Linked DNA regions of Mus musculus: region 1 is linked to region 2. A link is a contact called in public HiChIP or PLAC-seq data. All regions are on one chromosome and are shown on one strand. The core of a region is the stretch at or near the end of the contact, and the rest is flanking DNA. Distances in the headings are between cores, read along the strand shown. Region 1 has its middle 10 kb from the start of Gm34249. Region 2 holds the start of Plekha8 (pleckstrin homology domain containing, family A (phosphoinositide binding specific) member 8).

Region 1 (5,800 bases), core at 1,373-3,872, 73 kb before region 2:
TCAAGACAGGGTTTCTCTGTGTAGCCCTGGCTACCCTGGAACTCACTATGTAGATCAGGCTGGCCTTAAACTCAGAGATTCACCAGTCTCTGCCTCTCAAGCGTTGGGATTAAAGGTGTGCGCCACCACAGCCGGGCTAGACTCAGGATTTTAAAATAGCAACAAAAACCCTTGGAAGAGTGTGTATTCAGAGGATATAGAATCGCAACATAAGTCATAGTAAGCCTTTTAAAGAAACAAATTTGGGAAAATATCACAGCCCAGAGCCCAACACTCACGGTGTGTCGGGGTCTTGCATGACCTGTGTATTCTTGGCAGTGAGGATACTGAGAGATCCAAATATAGGGATGATGACATTTCTTTCCCAAAGCGACTTAGAGTAGCCAGATGGACCAGTCCCTGCAGCAGTTCATAAGCTAGGCTGCCGTGATTCTGCCGCTTAGAAGGAAGGTCATTGGGTGGAAGCCCAGGCAGAATCAGGAGATTCACCCTCATCATCTTGTGTTTTGGGGTCATTGCTCTTCTGTTTCTCTCTGCAGACAGCTTTTATAACTGAGCTGCCTCCCAGGGACTCATCATAAATGGAGAGCATGGAACTCCAAGAAAGATGCACTAAGACACCCACAGGCTGGACTAGCCACACATCTCCTGGACACCAGTGGTCTTCCTTCAGGAGAACAGGGCTGACTGGGAACTGCGGTGTGCAGCAACCTTCAGCACAGGTTGAAAGGCTGCAGCACGCACATCACCAGCTTGGGGATCATGCTCTCTACCGAACCCGCTGCTTTCCCACCTCCCCGAGGGAAGATTGTCTCATCCAGGGCTGGTCTGCACATACACAGAGCGAGCTAAGCATGTGGCTTGCTCCTGAGGTCCACCTGGCTCAGCCATTCTCCAAAGTTCCTAGTGACTGTCTTTGCTAGCTAGATGTAAGGAATTCTAACTGGCTTGAAACAGGTCTAGACCTGTATAGGGAAGATATGCACACCATTCCCTGCAGGGTAGATCCATACTGATGAGGTCAGAACCTCTGGGAGCAGCAGTTTGGGATCTGAGACACTGCTTCTTTATTGATTTCAAAATTGAAACAGCATCTGCTCTGAGATGTGCGTCTGAAAAGAGAGGCAATGATTAAGCCATGAACGAGAGCAGTCAATTCATTGTCCAGGCAAGAAGCCTCTATAAACCATAAACTGTTCATCCTGTCGGTGCAGTCCCTCTGGAGTCTGTTTCTGACCAGGGTCAGAAACACAGAAGTGGATATTTTCCTGATACACACTGTGAGTGACTACCCCTTGGGACCAGCTTCCCAGGGAAGGAAATGGAAACACATCTTGGTCCACAGAGAGGTACATTGACAGTGGGGAGAGGTTACGTGTTATCCTGGGTAACCTTGCCACTCTAGGCTTCAGAGTCTAATCACAGGATGTAGCTTTGGCTCTACCCCTAGGTCTGTGTTTCATTTTCTTATGGGTAAAACAGACACATAACACACACACACACACACACACACACACACACACACACACTCCAAGGTTAGCATTGGTAAAGAACAAACTGGAAATCATATACTCAAAGGTTTAGATGGCGTGAAAAATACCATTGAGGTACATTTCCAAGAATGAGATGCTGAAGATGTTCAGGGGTAGAAATTTGGACATAAAAGTTTTATCTTAAGAATTTTCATGAATTCAATAAAAACCTTAAAAACATACTTTAAAATTTTTTGGTTTGTTTTGTTTTTTTCGAGACAGGGTTTCTCTGTATAGCCATGGCTGTCCTAGAACTCACTTTGTAGACAAGGCTGGCCTCGAACTCAGAAATCTGCCTGCCTCTGCCTCCCGAGTGCTGGGATTAAAGGCGTGCGCCACCATGCCCAGCATACTTTAAATTTTTTAAAAATCTTTTTCAAAAAATTAAGGTAGATTCTAACCATTTACCCTCTTCCCTTTCCTCCCACCAGTTGCTACCATACTCAACCCCCTAAACCAATTCATAGTCATCGTCTCTTTTTCTGTAGTTGTGATATGTGTGTATGTATGCATTACATTATATTATTAGTTGTGTAATATATATGCATTAATATATAATACAATCTGCTAGGTCCACTTATTGTTGCTTGCATGTTGTGATGGTTTGTATATGCTTGGCCCAGGAGTGGCACTATTAAAAAGTATGGCCTTGTTGGAGTAGTGCCGCAGACCCTCTTGGTCCCTTGTCTGCGTGGAATGGGTCTCTGGTCACAGGTAGGCAAGGAGTTGGCAGGAATTGACAGACAGACTCGTCACAAGGGAGTGTGGATCTGAATGTTATTTGTCAAATTTTTATACAGAAGAAAATAGGGAAGTTGGTGGTTACTGGATTCTTACACAAAACAGAGGAATGCAAACACGGAAGAACTGACAGGAACCAACTGGGATAAAATTCAATGTTAACAACTGGGATCAAAAACAGCTGCATCTAAGGTCCACTTAATCTTAGAAGCAGGGGCAAGGGCTTCGTGCCCTTGCCATAGTTCCTACTCTAGTCTATTGTATAGTCCACCTTCCCCCTAGGCCATTGTAAATACTTGTGTATGGGTGTAACTCAGCTATCTGTTGTTCTAAGTATCTACCCTGGTTCCTCTTTAGGTCACAAACTTCCTTCATCCTAGTTAATGGTAAATTCCTGTGTAGGGCAGTGACCTAGCTATCCATGCCCAAGGTCGGGTCAAGGACTTCGAATCAAGGACTGCCTAGAATCTAACTTAGCTATATGTCAAAATATCAATCCTTAAGAGCACTTGTATGACACCATTGCATACACTAGCAAGATTTTGCTGAAAGGACCCAGATATAGCTCTCTCTTGTGAGACTATGCCGGGACCTAGCAAACACAGAAGTGGATGATCACAGTCAGCTATTGGATGGGTCACACGGCCCCCAATGGAGGAGCTAGAGAAATTACCCAAGGAGCTAAAGGGAACTGCAACCCTATAGGTGGAACAACAATATGAACTAACCAGTACCCCGGAGCTCTTGTCTCTAGCTGCAAATGTATCAAAAGATGGCCTAGTAGGCCATCACTGCAAAGAGAGGGCCATTGGACTTGCAAACTTTATATGCCCCAGTACAGGGGAACGCCAGGGCCAAAAAGTGGGAGTGGTGGGTAGGGGATTGGGGGGGTGGGTATGGGGGACCTTTGGGATAGCATTGAAAATGTAAACGAGAAAAATACCTAATTAAAAAAAAAAGAAAAAAAAAGAGCACTTGTAATAAAGCAATATTAAGGGAAAGCACACAGATTCGTTTACCAACTAAAGCAAGGACATTGGAGCATTCTTTATACAGGATGCCACGATTCCAGGAGACTAAGTTTCCGTGAACTTTTCTCCTCGGGACAGCACCCAGGTTTTCGGGGTCTGTTGCACTTGTCACTACTGGAGTGGATGTAGCAGAGTAGGTGTTTCACTGTGAGTGTGGACTTTTAAGACCCTACTCCTAGCTGCCTGGAAACTAATATTCTACTAGCAGCCTTCAGATGAAGATGTAGAACTCTCAGCTCCTCGTGCACCATGCCTGCCTGGATGCTGCCATGTTCCTGCCTTGATGATAATGGGCTGATCCTCTGAACCTCTAAGCCAGTCCTAATTAAATGTTGTCTTTATAAGAGTTGCCTTGGTCATAGTGTCTGTTCAAAGCAGTAAAACCCTAATTAAGATACATGTATATGATTTCTGAGCTTACAGCTTGATATTGGATAACCAATTAAGGAGGTCATCTCTTGGGAAGGTTAATGCATTCTCATTCTCTCTCTCTCTCTCTCTCTCTCTCTCTCTCTCTCTCTCTCTCTCTCTCTCTCTCTCCATCCTGTAGTCTTTGTCTAGGGGTGGAGCCCCAATGAGGCTTCCCTCTTCTACATCGATATGTCTGCTGGTGCTGTCCTTGGTTGGTCTAGTTTAGGCAGCCACACTGTTGAGGTACCATGAGCAAAACTTCTCTGGTGTTTCTAGGAGACATCATCTTACAGAAGATGCCCTGGTCCTCTGCTTCTTACGATCTTTCCTCCACTCTTTTTCCAAGTTCCCTGAGCCCTAGGTGCAGTTGTTCTGTTGTAGATTTACCATCTGAGGGTGGGCACCCCAGGATCAGCTGTTCTTTGCATTTTGACCAGTTGTGGTTTTCTGTAATGGTTTCAGTCTCCTGCAAAGATAAGCTTCTTTGATGAGAACAAGAGCAAGATTCATCTGTGGGTATAAAGATGAGTATTTAGGATGCAGTTAAGAACTAGGCTAGTTTAGCAAAGCAGCAGAAGAAAGGTCTCTTCTAAAATCCATGGCTTCACTAGCCTCCTGGAGTTAGCTAGGTTTCCAGTACTAAGCATGTTTTCCCTCCTGTTGAGCAGGCCTTAAGTCCAATTAGACAGTTGTTGGTAGCTGCCATGGTATTAGTGCCACTATTGCACCCTTAGGGATATCTGGTTATGGTTGTGGTTTACAGGCACACCTTTAAATCTCATTCATCCACTCACACACTAGAGAAAGAGAACTGTTGGTGATCATAAGGATATCCTTAGGCTTGTCTTAGTAATTATAGCATAGTGAAACACACACACATAGTGTGGTTTGATGAATGTCACGTGACAATCATCACTCTCTTCTACGGCATTTTCATTAGCTTAAGTGAAATATCCATCTCATTAGCCATATCCCACTCTACTCTCTTCACTCCTGGAAAGCACCAATCTGCTTCCAGTCTCTATATTTAACCTATAAATACCTCATGCTAATGGAATCACAATATGTGGCCTCTCACATCTGGCCTCTTTCACATACAGTGTTTTAAGCTTCCCTGTTGTAGCATACAATCAGTGGTATCAGTTTACCATTACTTCTTATGGTGGGATAATACGTTGCTGCATAGATACACCACATTCTCTTTATCTACTCACCATTTGACAGGCTCCTGAGATATTTCAATTTGGGCAATTGTCAATGTGTGTGTGAGCCTTTCTGTAAATGTAGGTTTTCCATTCTTGGGGGTCTATACCCAGGAGTGGAACTCCTGGGCTGTGTAGTAAGTCTGTGATTAACCCACGGAGGACTTGTCCAACTGCTTTACTATAATTGATGTGCAACTTACACTTTTACTAACCACACACTTCTCCATCCGTGTCTTCACTTATCATTATCTGGCCTTCCCCCTCTAATTACAGCCATCAAAGTGACTATGAAGATCTATCTTCCCTAATGACTATGAAGATCTGTCTTCCCTAATGACTAAGTTCTCGGGTGTTTTTTTGTTTTGTTTTGTTTTGTTTTTGTGGTCACAGAAGACTAGTCTCATAACATGGATTTTATTTTAGAGATCTACTACTCTCAGGAGAGCAGAGGTTCTCAACCTCCCCAATGCTGCCACCCTTTAATACAGCTCCTCATGTTGTGGTGACCCTCAACCATAAGATTAGTTTCCTTGCTACTTCATAACTGTTATTTATGAGTTGTCATGTAAATATCTGTGTTTCCCATGGTGTTGGGTGACCCTTGTAAGAGGTTCATTCACCCCCCCCCCCCCAGAAGGGTTGTGACCCACAGACTGGGAAGTGCTGCAGCAGAGGACTGATCATTAACCATCGGCGGCTTTTCTACAAAGACATCATGTGCTTTGTATATCAGCTGAGTACCCAAACCAGTTATATGTGGCTTGGGAAGTCAGGAGATGAGCGCACATGAATACATCCTCGAGGCGGAGACATTATGCTGCAAGCCAGTAGACTTACTGTTCAACGCAGGGCTCCCTACTCCTTTATACTAAATGGTGGC
Region 2 (5,652 bases), core at 463-2,962:
AGAGTTGACTCTTACCATCAAACAGATGGCAGGGGCATCACAGAAGATAGATCCACAGAGACAGCTAGAAAAATGTTGGTGCAATGAAGGATACAGAAGACTGTGGGGAGAGGGCATTTTACTACCAAAAGTTTCCACACAGAAAGGGGAGGGAAAGGAAGACGGAAATGATTAAGGTGGGGCAGGAGAAGAAAGTGATTTGTGTGTGTCCGGGCTAGGGTTCAGAGGAGGACAGTAAAGGGTGAAGTTGACTCAAGGGTTTACAATTAAGATACACACCTACTTCTCAGCATTTAGGACAGCATTGGGAGAATGGCACCGTCAAGCCTTCTCTTAAACAACATGCTAATCGGCTTCCAGTATTCAAGGACCTGCAGGCCAGCTTTGAGTTCTTCCTGTATAACCTAATCTCTCTGCTGACATCAGTGGAGATCCTTGAAGTGAAGGCCAGGTCTTAAGGAAAACCTTCTCATCAGACCCTCGGGTAGAGATTTTAAAAAAAATGAATTAACTGTGCTAACTACTATACTACTTGGAGATTCCAGGTACATGCTGACAGGTGTACTTCTGCCTGTACTGGGCTGTGACTTCCTCAAAGTTACTCTGCCAGATCTTCACAAGCCATACACACCTGTCCTTACTACAGAACTGCCCCACCAAAGGATGGGGAAACCCTAGCTCTAGTTGGTAAGATTTCTAGTTTCTGCATCCCCACTGACACGTTAAATGTTAACCCATTTTCCCTAACAAAAAAGTTTAACTTTAAAACGCACCCAGCACTGTTCATATAGCATAGTACTTATAAAATACTGGCTGCTTGGATGAAAATAATGTTCGTTGAGAATCATCTTCAAAGCTGAGGAATAGTTCTAACTTCTGGATAGTTGGAAAGTGCTTCCAAGAGCTAGAAAGGGGGCAGGGTGCTATTTTAAGCCATTGTGCTGGGCAAGACAAGGACACCGTTGTTAATATCTGCATTCATTTTTATGACAGAGTTCTGAAACAAAAGAAATGTTCGGAGAGAAAAGGCCGATCGCCAGCGTACACTTCAGGGCTTAGGGCTGCGGTGCTAGAGTTCCACTACCTCGGTCGGCAGGGGGATGACCCTGAAGGTGCCTAGGGAGATCGACTGCGTGGAGACTCTGGAATCCAGGGGTTGGTGGCACTCGGCACCCTGCAGCTGGGCTGCGCGGCCCAAGCGAGGCCGCCCCCCACCCAATTCGCGAGATTGAGGTGGACCCCGCAGCGGACCCAGGCTGCCGGCTTCACCCGGTACCCAACTCTCCATCCGGGCCGCGAGCCGGCGGAGGGTGCCGCCTGGCGCACCGCACCCACGGAAGCCGGCACTCACCGCTCAGGTAGTTGGTCCACTTGTACAGCACGCCCTCCATGGCACCCGCGGGCCCCTCGTCGCCCCGGCCCGCCGCGGGGACGCCGGGCCGGCCTCACATCCTGGGCCCGGGGGCGGGGTCACCGCGACAGCCTGGGAGCACCAGCTCCGGGTCCCGGGGGCTGCGCCTGCGCCTGGCGCAGTCGGTGTGGACGCCGCAGAGCGGCCGCCAGAGAGAGGCGAGGGAGGCGCGGGAGGCGCGGCCCCTGTGGCGGCGGTCGCGGGCGCCTTCCTGCGGCCACTGAGCCCACAGCGCCCGCCCCGGCGCGCTCGCGCATGCTCACTGCGCTGTGCGCACGCTACCAAATCCACGCCAGGGTTTGGCCACTGCGCGGAGGGGCTGACCGGTGGGCGGGGCTCCGATGCGCACGCGGGTGGCAGGTCACCCATGGGGGTCTAGGCTCCAGGGATCCAGCTTTTAATGACAAGTTTGTCAGTGGAGGAGGATGCGGGCTGAGACCCGGAATCCTCGGATGAGGCTAGTCTGTAGTTTCCGGATGCACTTCTGTGTAAGGCGCTGTTCAAACTGCCGGCCTCTTGACTGGAAGCTTGGTCTCTGGACCGCAGACATTGACTTCACCTGGGCTTCTGTTAAAAAAAAAAAAAAAATCTCTCGGGGGTTCCAGACCTTTTGGATTAAAAATCGGCACTTTTACAAGCTCTCCAAGGGGAATTTCTAAGTACATGAAAGTATGAAAATGCACTGTTGTCAGGATTTTTATCCAAGAAAAGTGTCTATCACAGGTTAGATGGAAGGTGAATGTTGAGAAGAAGCACAACACAACCAAATGTTAGTGTTATAGAAATATGCTCTCAAGGGCTAAAGTGCAGGCATTTTTTCCCTTAGTGTAAGGTTGACAGGTTTAATAAATAATATATCACTTAGTTGGTTATTTGCCTGACTGCACACCTCAATGCCCTGTTTTTGTTGTTGTTTTGTTTGTGTTTTGTTGTTGTTTTAATCTCTTTTGGTGATTTCTAGTTTCTTCTCAGATTGCAGCAATGGACTACATCTGAAATGAGGGCAGCCGTTTAGAACTTTAAGCTGTATAATTGTTAAAACAAGTGCTCTCTCTCTCTCTCTCTCTCTCTCTCTCTCTCTCTCCGTCCTTAAGTATTATCTACTCACCACCAAGGTCACATAAGTGACGAATTATTAGCAGTCACTCATTGACAGCGATGTTTGTAGAATGAAATCAAGCCAAGTCTTAAGGTGGAGTGCCAATTCTTTTCGGCCAAGTGAACTTAAGCAGGGCACTAACTTCTAACCTAATTTTTTTTTTAAACTAGCTTCTCTCCGGGCTAGTTTTTTGCAACTTGATGCAGGCTAGAGTAATTTGGAACGAGGATCTCCGAACCATAAGATTTACCTGTAGGCAAGTCTCTACTGCTTTTTCTTAAATACTGATTGATGTGGAAGGGTCCAGTTCACTGAGAGTGGTGCCACCCTTGGTCAGGTGATCCTAGGTGCTATTAAAAAAAAAAAAAAAAAGCAGGCTGAGCAAGCCAGTAAGCAGCACTCCTCTATGGCCTCTCTACATCAGCTCTTGCTTCCTGATTACTGTTTTGAGTTCCTACCCTGCCTTCCCTGGATAATGGACTATGATATAGAAGTGTAATAGGTAAAAATCCTTTCCTCCCCAACTTGCTATTAGTCATGATGCTTTAACCCAAGAATGGAAACCCTAAGACACTGTCTAAATGGGGGGGGGGGGGGGAGTGGGTGGGTGGGAATAGCCACGTTAAGTTAGTGAGGATCTTGCACCAGAGTGTGCTTTGCGAACCTTAAAGCATCCTAGTAGGTCCTTAGAGTTTCTGTTCTAAATTAGTAACCATAGTTCTGAGCCTTTATTTGTGGCATCTTGAAGAAGGCTGCTTCTCAGTGTCTGGTCTTTCCAAAAACCCGAGTGTCACCTGGCTCCAGACTCCGCAGCTGGAATACTTCACTGAAACAACCCTTCCCCCATCTCCCACCCCCGAGGATGTTAGCCTGGATCCAGCTGCCTTCCCGAGGTGGGAGAATTTCCTAATCAGCGGGCTCTAGGACTGTTCCGAAGGGGCACATCCGAGCCCAGGGCCCAACAGCACACAGAACCACTACATTTTTTTCGGCGCCATTGGCTGGGAGGCGCCTGAGGGACAGCAGCGCCAGCCAGTGGAAGGACGCCTTTCCCTAGAAGCTGCCTTATTAGAACCAATCATGTTTGGATGGGGCTTTAACTCTTTATTGTGAGTTCGCTGTCTGTGTGAAAATTGTTAGAAAAAGTGCCACGTCTTCCTGGGAGTGTGTCTGTTGGGGGAGTCCTGAACTTGCTTGGCCTAAGCTGTCTCCGCTTTTGGCACATTTTTAACTCTATGAAGTCGGGGGCCTTTCCTCTGCTTTGGTAACATGAGGTTTTTCTTGTGGAACGCTATCTTGGCACTGTGGGTCACGGTTCTGAGCGGAGCTCTGATTCCTGAGCCAGAAGTGAAAATCGAAGTTCTCCAGAAGCCATTCATCTGCCATCGCAAGACCAAGGGAGGGGATCTGATGTTGGTCCACTACGAAGGCTATTTAGAAAAGGACGGCTCCCTGTTTCATTCCACGTAAGTAATTACGCCTTGCAGGCAGAGTGATAAAGGGCCCACCCATTCACACTAGCCTGTGAAGCTAACAGTTCCTTTACCTCTACAAACTGAAACAAAAAACTGAAATACCTGTTTCCCTTTGGAGAAAGAAAATTGTCAAACCCGTTCTATAGGTCAAGACCATGAAAGAAATTCCTGGATACATGGAGTCTTGACAAATTAATTTCATTATCATTTTATTCTATATAAAATTATATCTAGAGTATTTGAGGTTTTACAGAAATACTTAGGTTATAATTAAGCAGCCAATAGAAAAGGCTTAACAGATTTTTCTGTCTTGAACTCCATTCCATAGGTAAAATATCCGATTCCCCTTTTAATTGTGCAAAAAAAAAATGTTAAGATGTGTCATTTTTCTTCAACAGCAAAATGCACAATCATCTATTTGCCTGCTTCTAAAAGATACACAAATAACTGTTTCAAGCGACCTGTTTAACTTCTTGGCAGGTGGCATTTTGGCCAAAGCACAGGATGACAGAAAGTCATTCCTTCTAGAAAGTCAGGCTTCATCCATGGCAAAGGTGTGGTTATAGAAGTAAAAAGTAGAAGGATTTCCAGATGTTTTACACTCGCTTTTCTTTTTTATAAACAAAGATTTGGCAGATAATGTTACCAAGTGTGATGATTTCCATTCAGAAAGTATTTAACCAGCACCTCCTTAGGGCCGGTCAGAAAGTTCACCTTCTAGTCATCTGCATCCATTCATTCATTCAGCCCGGGAAGCCACACCTCTGCCTGGAGATGCAGAGAGGGAAAACACAGGAAAGGGCTCTGTTTATGGAGAGTACAGAATGTCCACTGAGAAGGGATGGCAGCCTGTGGTCCATTGTGCTGATCAGGGAGGATAAAGAAGGAGTTCGGAACACAACAGCCTTGAACGTCAGGGGTGGAAATTATCAAGGCGGAACAGGAAGGGGAGAAGATTTTGCAGATGTGGGAATGGCATGAGCTAAGTCTGAAGCTTCCGCTCAATTGAGATCCTGCCATTTGTTTTAATAAACTGCTGTGAGACATGGTCTCTGTGAGACTTAAGGGTAGTGAATGACAGTCCTCCACACACTGCTCTGGTGAAAGATTTCAAGAAGAGTTTGTCAGAGCTTTGTCCTCGGTGCACAGTGGATAGTAACCAATACTGTGGCATTGCACTTCAGAGTCTCAGTTACATTCTTGCTTTTGGTCTGATCCCTTTCATAGCTAGTCTAAGTTCTTTTCCAGCCAAGGGCCAAAAACCTGTGCAGACACTTTGTAGCAGTTTACTGCTTGTGTTGTGGTACTTGGTGAAGGGACTGTTGTGTGCAGCCTTCCTGTAAAATCTTAGGCATGTCTAATGGAATATAATGAAAATGAAGAGACTTCATTAAAGACGTCTGCAAGGAGTGTTTTGTGTTGCCAGAGTCATCATCTGTGTGATAACTAGTTTAGCTGTAATAAGAAATGCAGCCAAATGTAGTTAGTGGGAATGATTGCTGCTTCTCTGTTCTTTTTGCCTCCTATGAGGGCCTGTGCAGTAAAAGAAGGAGTGACTGGGCAGTGGTGGTGCATGCCTTTAACGCCAGCACTTGGGAGGCAGAGGCAGGTAGATCCCAGAGTTTGAGGCCAGCCTGGTCTTTAAAGTTCTAGGACAGCTAGGACTA

What was found. HiChIP or PLAC-seq counts read pairs in DNA pulled down with a chosen protein or histone mark.
Region 1: a contact with region 2 is called in an H3K4me3 HiChIP or PLAC-seq map of bone marrow-derived macrophages, with 4 times the contacts expected there. The contact joins the enhancer-like site here to the promoter of Plekha8 in region 2. A contact is called at or near these places in 19 of 39 promoter capture datasets (the 3T3-L1 cell line, 3T3-L1-derived adipocytes, the C10 cell line and 13 more), 16 of 484 Hi-C or Micro-C datasets (8-cell embryo, the BV-2 cell line, the HPC-7 cell line and 13 more), 5 of 115 datasets of contacts at active chromatin or transcription factors (bone marrow-derived macrophages, embryonic stem cells and neural progenitor cells) and 3 of 9 other capture datasets (adipose tissue, liver and pancreatic islet).

What each region holds. Positions count from the first base shown.
Region 1 is chr6:54,664,658-54,670,457 of GRCm38.p6, reverse strand. No RefSeq gene overlaps it. Among named protein-coding and RNA genes, the nearest start is that of Gm34249, 10 kb to the right of the region's middle. Within about 2 kb of position 2,622, at least 8 of the 459 cell types and tissues checked have an H3K27ac peak or open chromatin away from gene starts, as enhancers often do. A contact at or near this core is called in 8-cell embryo, bone marrow-derived macrophages and trophoblast stem cells, where this site is marked.
Region 2 is chr6:54,591,171-54,596,822 of GRCm38.p6, reverse strand. Plekha8 (pleckstrin homology domain containing, family A (phosphoinositide binding specific) member 8) reads right to left here and starts at 1,712. Exons shown (of 14, transcript NM_001164361.1): 1 at 1,352-1,712. The coding sequence starts at 1,391. Fkbp14 (FK506 binding protein 14) reads left to right here and starts at 3,649. Exons shown (of 4, transcript NM_153573.2): 1 at 3,649-3,976. The coding sequence starts at 3,780.